2 separate regions of the Podarcis muralis genome follow, and region 1 is linked to region 2. Evidence: chromatin contacts called from public Hi-C data. All regions are on one chromosome and are shown on one strand. Each heading gives the region's core, a stretch centred on a gene start, on an enhancer-like site or on the middle of the called end of the contact. The rest is flanking DNA. Distances are from core to core; before and after follow the strand shown.

The links. A called contact is a pair of places that touch in the nucleus more often than the background predicts.
Region 1: a contact with region 2 is called in a Hi-C map of tail, with 4 times the contacts expected there. The contact joins the promoter of MTFR1 here to the promoter of MYBL1 in region 2. A contact is called at or near these places in 2 of 3 Hi-C or Micro-C datasets (blood and tail).

The regions. Positions count from the first base shown.
Region 1 is chr8:34,864,622-34,870,925 of rPodMur119.hap1.1, reverse strand. MTFR1 (mitochondrial fission regulator 1) reads left to right here and starts at 5,004. Exons shown (of 8, transcript XM_028736836.2): 1 at 5,004-5,198. It overlaps ARMC1 (armadillo repeat containing 1), which reads right to left and starts at 2,760. Exons shown (of 7, transcript XM_028736838.2): 1 at 2,484-2,760.
Region 2 is chr8:34,556,409-34,562,512 of rPodMur119.hap1.1, reverse strand. It overlaps MYBL1 (MYB proto-oncogene like 1), which reads right to left and starts at 4,166. Exons shown (of 16, transcript XM_077932955.1): 1 at 2,983-4,166; 2 at 1,317-1,480. The coding sequence starts at 1,378. TRNAY-GUA (transfer RNA tyrosine (anticodon GUA)) reads right to left here and starts at 3,984; the gene lies at 3,892-3,984.

The sequences.
Region 1 (6,304 bases), core at 3,755-6,254, 310 kb before region 2:
AAGAATCTAATACATAGCGCATCTTATCACTATTTCAGCTATCAACATCAGAAGTTAGCCATTCACTCAGTAATAGAATAATTATTGCTGGGCAAGAATTATTCCTAATCCACAGTTATCACCATCTTGTACATATAAAGATATGTAAAGCTTGACAAAGCTCAACCCTTTGGCCCATCCCACTATGCAAGGACTCCCAGCTTTACCCCAAAAGCAAGTAAATGGGATAGGTGGGTGAAATAATCACTAAAGCATTTGCATTTCACCTTCACTTACACACAAAGCACAAAAACATAGTGAGAATTGTCCCCAAGTTTTTAATATTGTGAAGGCTTCAGTCAGAATCCAAAATGCTATTTTAGATATAACAAGGGCTTCCATGCATTGTGAACATAACATTTCATATACAGCTTTCAAAAGTGCCTAAAGGGACTATTATACAGTAAACAGAACAGAATTCTCTTGGGTAAGCAAATGAAGGCATGTGGTTGTTCAGGTCTTGACCAGTGCCCAAAGAGCTTCACGCAGCTTATGTATTTATCAGTTGCAATGCTGGATGGAATATGAAGGTATACAATCTCCATAAGGATCTAATTTCCAAAATTGTGCATTGGAATTATCATCTGAATAAAGGAAGCATGGCATGAGTAGTGGAAAGTTAACCTTCTCAACTGCTGCATGCCACCACCCCTGGCAAGACAAAACACAAAGCACTGCCGAAACCTAAATTCAATAACTAGATTATTATAATAGCAATTTTCAAACTTTGCTCCTGAGAATCCTCATATGCTTATCATAGGTTCATCAATTGAAAGAGCCATGATGACAGTCAAGGGATTGAATCCAACCAAGTCATACTCAGAGTAAACCCACTGAAACAGACTTGTTAATGATATCCAATTATTTGAATGAGTCTACTCTAAGTATGGCTAATGTTGACAACAACCCAAGCTTCCTAGACAGACAGCTTGCCTATTTCTCCCTGCATAGTATGAAGACATTGTTGAGTATAATCCAGGGTGCACTCACAGCTCACATGCAGCAACAATGAGGACCAATATGGCCGGTGTTCTCTATGAAATGTCTGTTCACCTTGGTAAACATGGTCCAGAATATTCTGAATGCACAAAGTTCTTGAGTGTTGACACCCTCAAGATCTGCAGCAGACAAAGCAATGCAGAAAGGGCTCATTGAAGGTGGAATTTGAAAACCACTGAGCTAAAAATATGAGCTAACTCCACCATGAATAAACTATTGAGAAATTAAACTGGTCTGGAAATCAGGGTATTTGTTTCCATGAAGCTAACTTCAAAAGCTGTGCTTAGGATCAACCCTAAATACTGTATGTGGCTTTTACTGAAATTGATGGTCCTTAGGGCCAGACAAATATTTGTGCTATTTACTGATTCAGAATTACACAAATATCACCAAAGAAACTTTATACAGCTTCTGACCACAACCTGAGCCAGAGACTGACAACATGCTCATATTAAGAATTATATGTGATTAAATAAAACAAATATGCCTAATCTATTTCACTGTTGTTGTTTTTTACTTATTTCAGTGCACAGCACAATCCTATATGCATGTTTATTCATAAATCCCACTCTGCCAGTAGGGCTTGCTCCCTGGTAAGCATGCACAAGTTCATACTCAAACTCTGCCAGGTGTATGCATGCCTTCTTAGAAGTCCTACTTGTTTCAATAGGACTTTCTTGCAAGCATATGCACAGTCTGATAAAAAAAAATCAAGACCCAAAGAAATCACTTTTGTTTCTCTTTTGAAAAACAAAAGCAACTCACCATATAGCACTGTGGCTATATTCAAACACCAAGTCTTAGATGCTTCAGCAAGCCTTTTCTAAAATGAAACAACCGTTAACCAAATAGTTAACCAAAAGTAAATCTAGCTCACTGCGATGGAACTTATTCCCAGATGTGGACATCCAAGGTGCTATGTTGGTCATTTGTACTATTTCACGTACTGGTTTGTATCGCAAAAATATCAGAAGTTCAGTACACAAGGGATTGCTACCTTACGCGCCAGCGCTTAAACCTCCTCCCCATTCCCTAGGGCCAGATAACTGAAATCAGCTTCTGCTGCAGTCATATCCCGTTACCTGGGAGGGCTGCCCATGGAACCCAATGGAATTTCTATCTGAGTCTCCACACAGTACCACACTTTAGGCTAGCAGGGACAAAGCCCCACTAAACGAAATTGGGCTTAATTCAGAGTAAACATACATAAGCTGATCCTGTGAGAGAAAGGCAGCCATTAGAAATCCCTGATGTTTTGGTGATTTAAAATAAGAGCTTGTGGTTGGGGTGGGAAGAGGTCAGGGGACTCTATGTTACCCTGCCCGGGGTCACTCTCCTTGGTCTGGCTTTCCCTGCCTTCAGGGGCCCAACAGCCCTTAACCCTCACCAGCCGCCTCCTCCCCACCGACTCCCCACTCCGAAGGTCCCCCATTCCCCGCCCTCACTTTCATAGGATGCGAAAGGGGAGGCGCTTTCTTGCTCCCGCCCCGCCAGAAGAAGGAACGGTCCAGGTCACGTATCTGCTGCCGCGGAGGCCGCCCTCGTGCGAAAGGAGGCCGGGCGGGGAGAAGGCGCTTTGCACCCCGGGGCGCCCGGCCAGAGGTCAGCAGGATTGGAACCTTCTACCCCCGGAGACAACATTCACCCAGCCAGGCGGGCGCTCACAGGTCTCCGGCACCTCGGCGATCCGGGGGACCCCATTGGCTGCAGCCGAAAGCACCTCCTGGCCAGTCGCGGCTCGCCTTGTTACGCGCGTCTCTAATTGGTGAAATGCGGCTGGCTGGACTTCCGCGGCATTGTGGGTTGGAGCCGGTGAGGCTTTTTTTTTTTTTTAAGGTGGACCTAAGAAACTACAAGTCCCAGGGAGACCATTCTCGGCGCCGTGAGCTTTCGCTGTCACGCGAGAGTATGGCGCGAGCGGAGTTGTAGGCGAAAAGGATAAACAGGGCGATTGTGTGAGCGCTTATGGGAAGCGAGTCCCGCTCCTGTTCAGCGGGATTTATTTGTGGGTGTTTCCACGGGGGTTTGCTACCGCAGGTTGAAAAGGAAGTGTTGCAGCGCAGTCCCGTGTATGTATATTCTGAAGTAAGCCCCGCTGCGTTGAATGGCTCTTCATCTCTAGTTTGGGAATGCAGGCAGCCTTATTAGCCAGTTCTACTCAGGAGTAAGTCGTATTGAATTGAATGGGGCTTACTCCTGGGCATGTGGGGCTTGGATAGCAGCCTTAATTTCCTCTTTCACCAGCATGCCGTGAGTCTGAAAAATAAACGAATTTTGGAGTACTTTATGAATAAAACCTTTTTTTCCACTCGTAAAAACCAAAAATATACATTAAAAAATGGAGCGTGGGGTGACCCTGTTCGCTACCCTTAGCTCCCTGGAGTAACGGCAGGGTAAAACTTCAATAGATAAACAATTACAAATGGGATCTGCTCCACAGGAGTGTTCTTAGGTTAGAGCAGGAAGAATTGAGGGGTGGGAGGAGAAGGCTCTGAAGTTTCCCCCTGCTGTACTATACAGTACATATAGCAATAGAGGGCTCCTAGCTCCTAACGTGGGTCCCTATATGAAATAAGAGGGGAGGTATCCAGTTCTGGAGAGTGGGAAAGAAAAATGGTATTGTCTTGAAACACCCCTTAAATTATTCCGGGGAGAGCAAGTCAATTCCCTCTCTTCCCCTGCTTTCCATCTTCCTTATTTTCAAACTGACAACATAAACAGCATTCCATTCTATCAGCTATCTTAACTGATAGAAATCAGGCAGACTTCCTAAGTCTTGAGTTTTTTTGCCATAAGACTTTAACAAATCAGTCAGGACCAGGGGGCGTTGTGGCAAAGCTGTTGCCACCCTGTTGGACTCCATCTAAAGTTGGACCACATCAAAGGAAGACTATGCGGTGTCTTGACTAGGATGCATTCTTCTGTATCAACATGCATTTTATCAATTTCCGTACTTATAAGACGTTTTATCAGTGGTATTTAACTCCCCATAAATTTATTGAGAAATGGGCTTTTTCTTGATGTATTGAAATAGGAAGTATAATGACAACACAGCCATACGTTGTTTTCAGTTTACTGTAAAGTTTTTAGTTGGGAATTTTCGTTACTGTACTGTATTGCAAAGTTATTGCTTACTGCAAACACACTGCAATCTTTAAAAATACAAATAATAGTAATAAAATACATTTTAAAAAGGAGGTAGATACCTGAATAGCTCAGTTGGTTACATCATGGTGCTGATAATGCCAAGGTTGCAGGTTTGATCCCCATATGGGACAGCTGCATATTCCTGCATTGCAGTGGGTTAGACACTAGATGATCCTCTGGCTCTCTTCCAACTCAACAATTCTACGATCTAAGCTTTAACTCTGTAAGTAGAGTGCAGTCTTTTGGGAGTTGGCCACCCCTGGTATAGGATAAGAACCCAAGCCTAAACATACTTGGGAGTAAGCCTCATCAAAGTACAGTAGTAGGAACTTAGGAAGCTGTCTTATACCTTAGACTTAGGCATGTTTAGGCTGCTCACAAGGCAGCTTACAAGGCATAAAATGCAATACAAATATATAATATAAAATCTAAACAACTACGTATTTAAAACAAACGCTTGACAGCGTATCAAGCCATATTATTGCACAGGGCTACTGCAGTCCTCAAATAATTTTTAATTTGCATATTGCAGCCCTTTTGATAACGACAGTACCGATAAAAGCGAGTTGCGAAATGCTACCGTCGTAGCGGACAGGGACCTAGTCCGGACGAGAAAAGAAACAACAGTTGTACAGCTTTACTACGCTCTGCTAAGTAATCATTGGCTGTTGTACCGAGCGCTCCGCATCGGCAGATGGCGCTCTCGCGCGATCCTTCAGTACTGTTCACGCGAAGAGCAAGAATTTCCCAGCGTGTCCGTAAACCAAGTCACCCGTCTTCTTTTCCGTCTCGATGGTAGACTAACGTCTTGTGACCCGGATAAGGCGGGAGCTGAAGCCTCACCTCCCGCAACGGCAAACGATGATTGGCCAAGAGCTGTAGCCGGTGCAGCTGGAGGATTGGTTGTTGAAGGAGACGGGCGGGGGAGAGATGAGCGTGTGTGGGAATGAACTGCCGGGACTTGGCGGCTGCTGAGGTGACTGAGAAAGGAGTATTACCGGCAGGGCGAGGCGGTGAGTCTGAGCGGCGAGGGCGGCGCCCTCTCCGTTCGTGCTGCGGTCCCGGGGTCCGCTGCTGCGGTTTTAGCCCTTCGCGCGGCGCTTGGTACGGGAGGGGCTTTTGAACCGGCTTCGGAGGGGGCTGAGGGAGAAGTTGGCCGTCCGGACTTGAGGATGCCCACACAGGCGCCTGAGGGGAACCGCCAATCCCGGCCCGGTGCGGCTGGGGGTGGGAGCGAGTGGCTTGGCGGGGGCCGCTGCCCCAGAGCTCCGAGTGCCGCTTAGTCCCAACAGTTCGTTGAGAGCACTGTTGCTTTCCCTCCTCTTTTCCTAAAAGCGGGCCTTGATCCGAGGCACACTCCAACCTGGGAGCAGGTAGCACTGTAGCGCTAACAGTAAAAAAAAAAAAAAAATGGGGGCGAGGGTGCCTCTGAGCATGTGCAGTGCCCCCCCCCCCCTTTGAGTAATCGCAACTCGCCATCGCGTTGTCGAGGAATAAGGGCACAGAGTAGGCAGAAAAGCCTGATTTCCAGGGTTAGGCCTAAATCTGGCCGCTCCTTGGGTTACAAAATAGGCACTGTTTTTTTGTTTTTGTGTTTTTGTTTTTTTGGGGGCTGGGTTTTTTTTTCAGGAGTCAAGTGAAAGGTCAAAATGCTCCGCCGTCTGAGTTCTCTCTTTGTCTCCGGTGTGAGGACACTGGTTAGACAGCGGCTAACCTTGAGAAGCTCTGTTCTTTTCTCCTACTGCGTCCTAGTAAACAACACTGTGGGCCATCGTTGCTAGCACTTTGAAACTTGCCTACCTGTGCCAGCTCAGTGGTGACTTCTGTAAACAAAAAGCAGAGGCGGGGAAGCAAGGCATTTTGACTTTTTTGTCGAGCCTGAGATCAAGATTTGTTTTTGCCATATTTGAATACATTGACACACACACACATCAAAAACTTGTATCTAACATAGCTAGACCTAGTTCATTCTGGTGCTTCTGGAGCTATATAAAAACAAGTTGTGCAGAGAATAATAGTGTGTAGAAAACATAGTTGCATTTAGGTGGAAGTCATTTAGAAATTGCAAGTTACTGTCTTCTAATGCTGATGGGGAAACCCAGTCACATGGGTAGGGTAT
Region 2 (6,104 bases), core at 2,917-5,416:
TGTGCAGAAATAGATATTTTACAAATTTCCAATACATGTGAGGTGTAAGGTTACCAAAGAGCTATGCTTTTTAAATTACAGACAACAAGTGTACTACTGGTACATGATAGTCCCTGGATAGCTGGCCGGTTTGGTGGCACTGGATACTTTAAAGCCAGTCTAGACAGATATATGTGCACACATGCATGTGTACAGGATTGGGGTAAAAGCAGACACTGAGGAACAGAGAGAAGGGGGCTTACAACTATATTGGGATAATAAAAAGCAGCACTATCTATGAAGCATACTCTTTCCACATTTCCTCTGCCTTCATCTAACTTAGGCTTTGAGTGTTTATGGAGACAAACACCTGCAGTTTATAGGTTGCTTAACCCATGATGTAATCATGAATGTCAGCATAACTCTCAGTCACCAAAAGGTTTCCTTTTTTACATTGCTGGATGCCTTCCTTGGTGTGACACTTGTTAGAGAATCCACACAAGAGGAAGTGAAGCAACTGTTCCTAAATAGTATTGAAGAAATCCTATTTTTCCTAAAGATACTTCCCTGTAAGGAATGCCCTGTAAGGATTTCCCCAATGTAGAAAACAGTAACACTACTTTGAGGAAGCTGGTACTAGTGCCATGATGCAAAGTCACAAACCACTGTATAAATTCAAGTGAGACAAATAAGTTATCCCATGTAAACTTTTTAGGAACAGTGTTCCCATGTACTGTAATATAATACACACACACACACACTATGCATACATTCCTCATACACAACAGTCTTCTTTTTCTGAGGCCCTTATGAGATATGCTTAGTTTCCTATGTGTATATGATGAGCATGTACATGAGATGCCCACATGAACTGACTTCTCTCAAGATGTCATTCTTCAGGGAACTTAGCTCAGCTAGTATTTCTTTCTTTACTGTAAAAAGCAGTCACACTACTTTAAATTCTCTTTCTTCATTGAGAGAATGAGTAATTCAAAGTAGTCCCTAAAAATGTGGCTATTATTTGAATTCACAGTATTTCCAAGTTAAACACAGAATATGATTTGCAAACAAGTTCTAAACAGTGGGTTGTATTCAACAGGGCGCTAAACAAAATGTTCCATCAACACAAAAGACTTTTTCCTTGCACAACACAATGTTCTCCCCTTCTCCTCCCCATGTGCCCTCTCAAATATGTTTGGTGGTGGTGGTGTTCCTCCAGAGCAGATTTGGGGGTGGTGTGGAGTGCACATAGGGAGAGGAAAAGGGGTGAAATCTCACTGCAAAAGCACAACTATTTAGTTGAATGCTACCCCATGGTTTCAACATTGAAAACAAACCTTAGAAAGAACATTACTGCTCTGCTTTGTAAAGGGGTATGGCAGGGTTGAGCCTTGCACATACAGTAATAAATCTTATGTTATATACATTGAAAGCTAGGAGACGACTCAGATGTTTAGGATAGCAGTTGGGCAGTTCTTGATGCTTCATTTGTCTTGTTTTTCTGCTAAAAAAATAAAAGTTTTGACAAAACAAAGAACAAGAAATACTGCTTAACACTACATTTGAACCAGGCCATAATATCCCATTTTAAGCCATGTTCACATTCAAAAAATCATTCACATTAGACTTAGTCTGTCCATTTTTACTTGGACATAAGTCCCACTGATTTCAAAAGTGGCTTATTTCCAAATAATTGGGCATAAGATAGTTGGCTAGCATTTCCAGAGTTGCAAATAAAACTAATAAACACAGAATTAAAATTGAGCCCACAAGTGTGTGCATGTGAACACATGAGAGAAAAGTAACAGACTGCCAATTCAAACTAAACTAAAAAAATAATCCAGTTTCAATCATTTTTAATATTCTAATGAAAGTAAAAAGGCAGTTTTATGAATGTCAAAGCCATTAGCACACTACCCAAACTGCATTTGTAAGATCCATTGTTAACTTTAATCTGATAGATAAGTAATTCCACAGTACAGTAGTTCTTCTATCCTCTATCCTGGATATCTAGTTTGATACTGTACATAAACTATCTACACCAGAATGAAATTATTACACATTCTTGTTTTATCTGTATGTTAATTCTATGATCACACAGGGTGTAAATTTCAGAGTGATTTGTTGTAGAAATATGAAAAAAATGTTTGTACGAGAATAAAACACACTGTACATGTCTTTATATGCAGGCAACACTCTCTCTCTTGTCAGGTCCTTAAGGTCAACATGGACATTGCTTTCCTTCCCGTTGCAGCCCCCCCCCCCCCGCAACAACAATAATTAGCTTTCTACCTTGCCTTCCCAAGGAAGAAAACACAGTGCCATGTCTCATTTAGTAACAGCTGTACAATCTACTATTCTCATACAGAGGAAGGATTAAAAAAAAAGAAAAAACCACTGTATCGACACTACAGTAAATCAGCGACAGAGGGAATTACCAGGATAAGAGGACATGAATTACCAATATGAAAGGCTCTTTTGTCATTGTTATGTGACTCGATGCCAAAACACAAAAACAAAGAAAATAGGGTGGAGCCCAGAGGGCAGTATAAATTTCCAAAGGGGAAGAAATCCGAGTGTTGGAATAGTGCTGTAGCTGGGGGCAAGGTGGAGAACCAAGTGAAAAGATTACTACTGGATACCCGAGAATCAAGTGAAAAGATTACCACTGAATACACAAGATTCTGTGTCCCCTTGTGCTCTGTGAATAATATTAATGATGTCGGGGGGGGGGGGGGAGACACCTTAATTGGCATTGGGAAGATGCACTCAGGTCGAGGCGCTGGGGCGCAAGAGTGAATGGACCAAAGGATCCGATGGTCAGGGCACGTGGAAACAGCAGCGAGGATCTCCTGAGGCGAGGGGATCTGTGGAGACGGCCGGAGGGCTGTCAGGAGCCCCCTGTTCCAGGGGATCGACAGGGCTCAGGTTCCCCAAAGGTCCCGGGCAGCAGGCAGGGCGCTGGGGAGGGGGCGATCGGGAGGGTCTGCGGGGGCCACTCACCTGCGCGGCCTCTTCGCCATCCTTGGCGCGCACCATAAGGAAGGCGAGAAGAAGGGAGCGCGGCTGTCACCACCGGCCAAGGCGCGCAGCCCCCAGGGGGCGGGGAGGGGGGCGCGGCTGCCTTTCAGCCCCGGCCGCGCCTCGCCCCCCGCATGGGGAACATGGCCTTACGCCCAGCGAAAGGGATGGGAAGCCGGGCTCCAAGTCCCCCGCCTGGGGCCTCGCTCGGCTGTCACGGCTCGGAGCTCCTCCGGCAGGGCTGCTTTGCCCCAGGCGCCGCCGCCGCCTCCACCCTCGCTGGCTCCTTTCTCTTCTTTTTTTTGTCCCTGCCGCCGAATCTCGCGCCCAGCCTCTTTCCAGAGCCGCCGTTTGAATCTGCGCACGCGGACTGCTACGCCATTGGCTGCTCCAGAAAGCACGCGACCAAGCAGGGGGGCTGGTGCGAGGGAGGAGGGGGAACGGCCAGTAAGGGGAGAGAGGTGGCGGGATATGGAAAGGAGCCGGAGGAGGGGCCGAGGGCGGGCTAAGGCGCAAGGCATGCTGGGGGAGGGAGTCCTTTCGCCTCCCAGGGCTTGTGAGGGGACAAAACGACCGAAACGAAAACGGCCCGTATTTAAGGGCAGTAGCCAAAGGCAACTCACGAACGGGCAAAATACCCTCTGCGATATGTACGGAGTCAGCCTGTTGTGCCGCTTTCCTTTTCCCACACGTTAAAAGTAGCGAGAATCCGTATACAAGACTGGGTACTCATGAATTCGCCTTTCTCGGGAGAGAAAAATATATATTAATTAACGATAATACAATTGCCTTAAAAAACAAACAAACACGGCATTAAGAAAAGGAATGAATAGCAACACTGCGAAGAGATTTTATACCTGTCAGAGAAGGAAAAAAAGAAAAAGCAAGGTCTCCTTCGAGCCGGAATCGAACCAGCGACCTAAGGATCTCCGTGTGGAGCAGCGCCTCTACAGTCCTCCGCTCTACCAGCTGAGCTATCGAAGGGACGTTGAGTTCGCTGCTTCTGTTTTCTGTATACAAGGTTTCAGTACAACTGCTGGAGGGAAAAACTGCACTGGCTAACGCATTTCCAACTCTTCATTGGCATTTATCACTGTGTTTATATATTATTAACGGCCGCGTATATAAACAATTTAAGATTAAGAGAGGGTGTCTTTTTTTAGGCTGGTTCTGACGGCAATAGATATAACCATGCTACTGGCCAATAGTTCTATAATATCTCTAAAAAGTCATTTCAGTAGTCGACAGTAAATGTGAATTCAGGGGCGGCCTTAGGCCACCTGAGCTCAGCCGATGCGTTTTTTGATGTACACTCTGCTGCAGTGAGAAGCAAAAAGCAAGCGCCTGTAACATCCACCCCTTCCAATGTTCTATTAGTTTTTGGGGTACTAACTACAAAAATTATCTTCCTTCAATTAGCTTTAAAGTACTGTATGTTTCTTTTTCAACTTCAATGTCATTTGTGCTATGTAGCTAGTTCACTTCAAATACAACCAACGCTAGCACTATATAAATTATTGTATAAATTACAATAAAATAAAGCTGTAAGGGGTAAGCTGGATGGCTTATTTTATTTTATTATTTTTAAAGATAAAAATAATGGATATTCCAAAATAAATTATGCTTACTGAGCTAGGATATTCCAATAATGGATATTCCAAAATAAATTATGCTTACTGAGCTTACTGAGCTACAAAACAGAAAACTTATTAGAAGTAAAATGTGTGACACATCTGTTGTGTTACATAGTGCGCTGCTACTACTCAGAATGTGGCTTTTTGACCTTTGGCTTGTGCAAATGCAGAGAGATGAGGGAGCCTCTCATCCGCCATGGATCACATTCTGATGTGCTTCAGTTGTGAGAAGCTGCACTCACCGCTGGCAACTGTACCTTGAAGTGACAGGATAATTAGTAGTGCTACCCAGACATTCAGGAAAACACAAATGGAGATGATGTTGGCAAGTCATATGCACAGGATGTGACCTCGGTACAATGTGGTGCCCTTCCATAGCTGTCAACCTTCCCTTTCTTTGCGGGAAATTCCCTTATTCCAGCGTCGTTTCCCGCTGCTTCCCGCTGCTATCCCGGATTGTTAGATATCCCGTAGACTGTCCCTGGGACAGGTGAGGCTGCCGATCCCTTATTTTTGAGGCTGCTGATCCCTTATTTTCAAATCTGAAAGTTGACAGCTATGTGCCCTTCTGGGCCCATCATCTGAATCTGAAATCAAATCATGGTAGTTGTTGAAGCAAGGCTCCTTCTTCTAGCTGACAACAAGCCATTGTTGTCAGGACTCCCTCTTCCCTGTTTTCCTCAACTGTTTTCCTGCGTAACTGAGGAGCTTCAATATAACTCAGTTCTCCTGTGCCAGTTTTATTGTCCACTGAGGCTGCCATGGTAACCTTTGCTCCCTCTCCTATATTCTGGAGGCCCTTTCCCTTCCAATCGTAGCCTCCACGTCTGCTCTTCCTCTTCCTATCTAGGTATGACTGTCTTTTTAGATCTTTTCTGAACTTCCTATCTCCATGTGTGTGTGCCTGTGCCTCTCTGATTCTCCCTGTTCAGCTGCACAAAGCTGAGGCCTAGTCTGCCAAGTGAGCCCATTTGGAAAGAATGAGCCAGTGTCATGGGTGTAGCCAAGGGGCGACAGGGAGGGGCAGCTGCCCCCCCAATCAATAAAAATCAATAAAAAAGCTGAGGTTCTGTTCCCCCCAAACAAAAGCCTGCCCCCCCAACAAAAATCATGGCTACCCCCATGGCTAGTGTGCCTTCTCACTCTCATGCCCTCTGTACTTGCTCCTTTCTGAATGTATGTTGTGGGTGTATCAGTTTAGTTGTGGTTTTATTTAGCTAATTTTCTCACACTGCTATGCACAATACATATGTACTGTTGCTGACCTGGATTCACAGAATTGTAGGGTTGGAAGGGATTCCAATATCGTTTAGTCCATCTCTCTGCAATACAGTAATATGTACAGTAGTTGGCCCATATAGGCATTGAACCCATGACGCTGGCATTATCAGCACCATGCAATGGAACTAAAAGCCATTGAAGTGTTAAACGTGTCTATTTTGATTCATGTCAGTGTGCAATAAACAACCC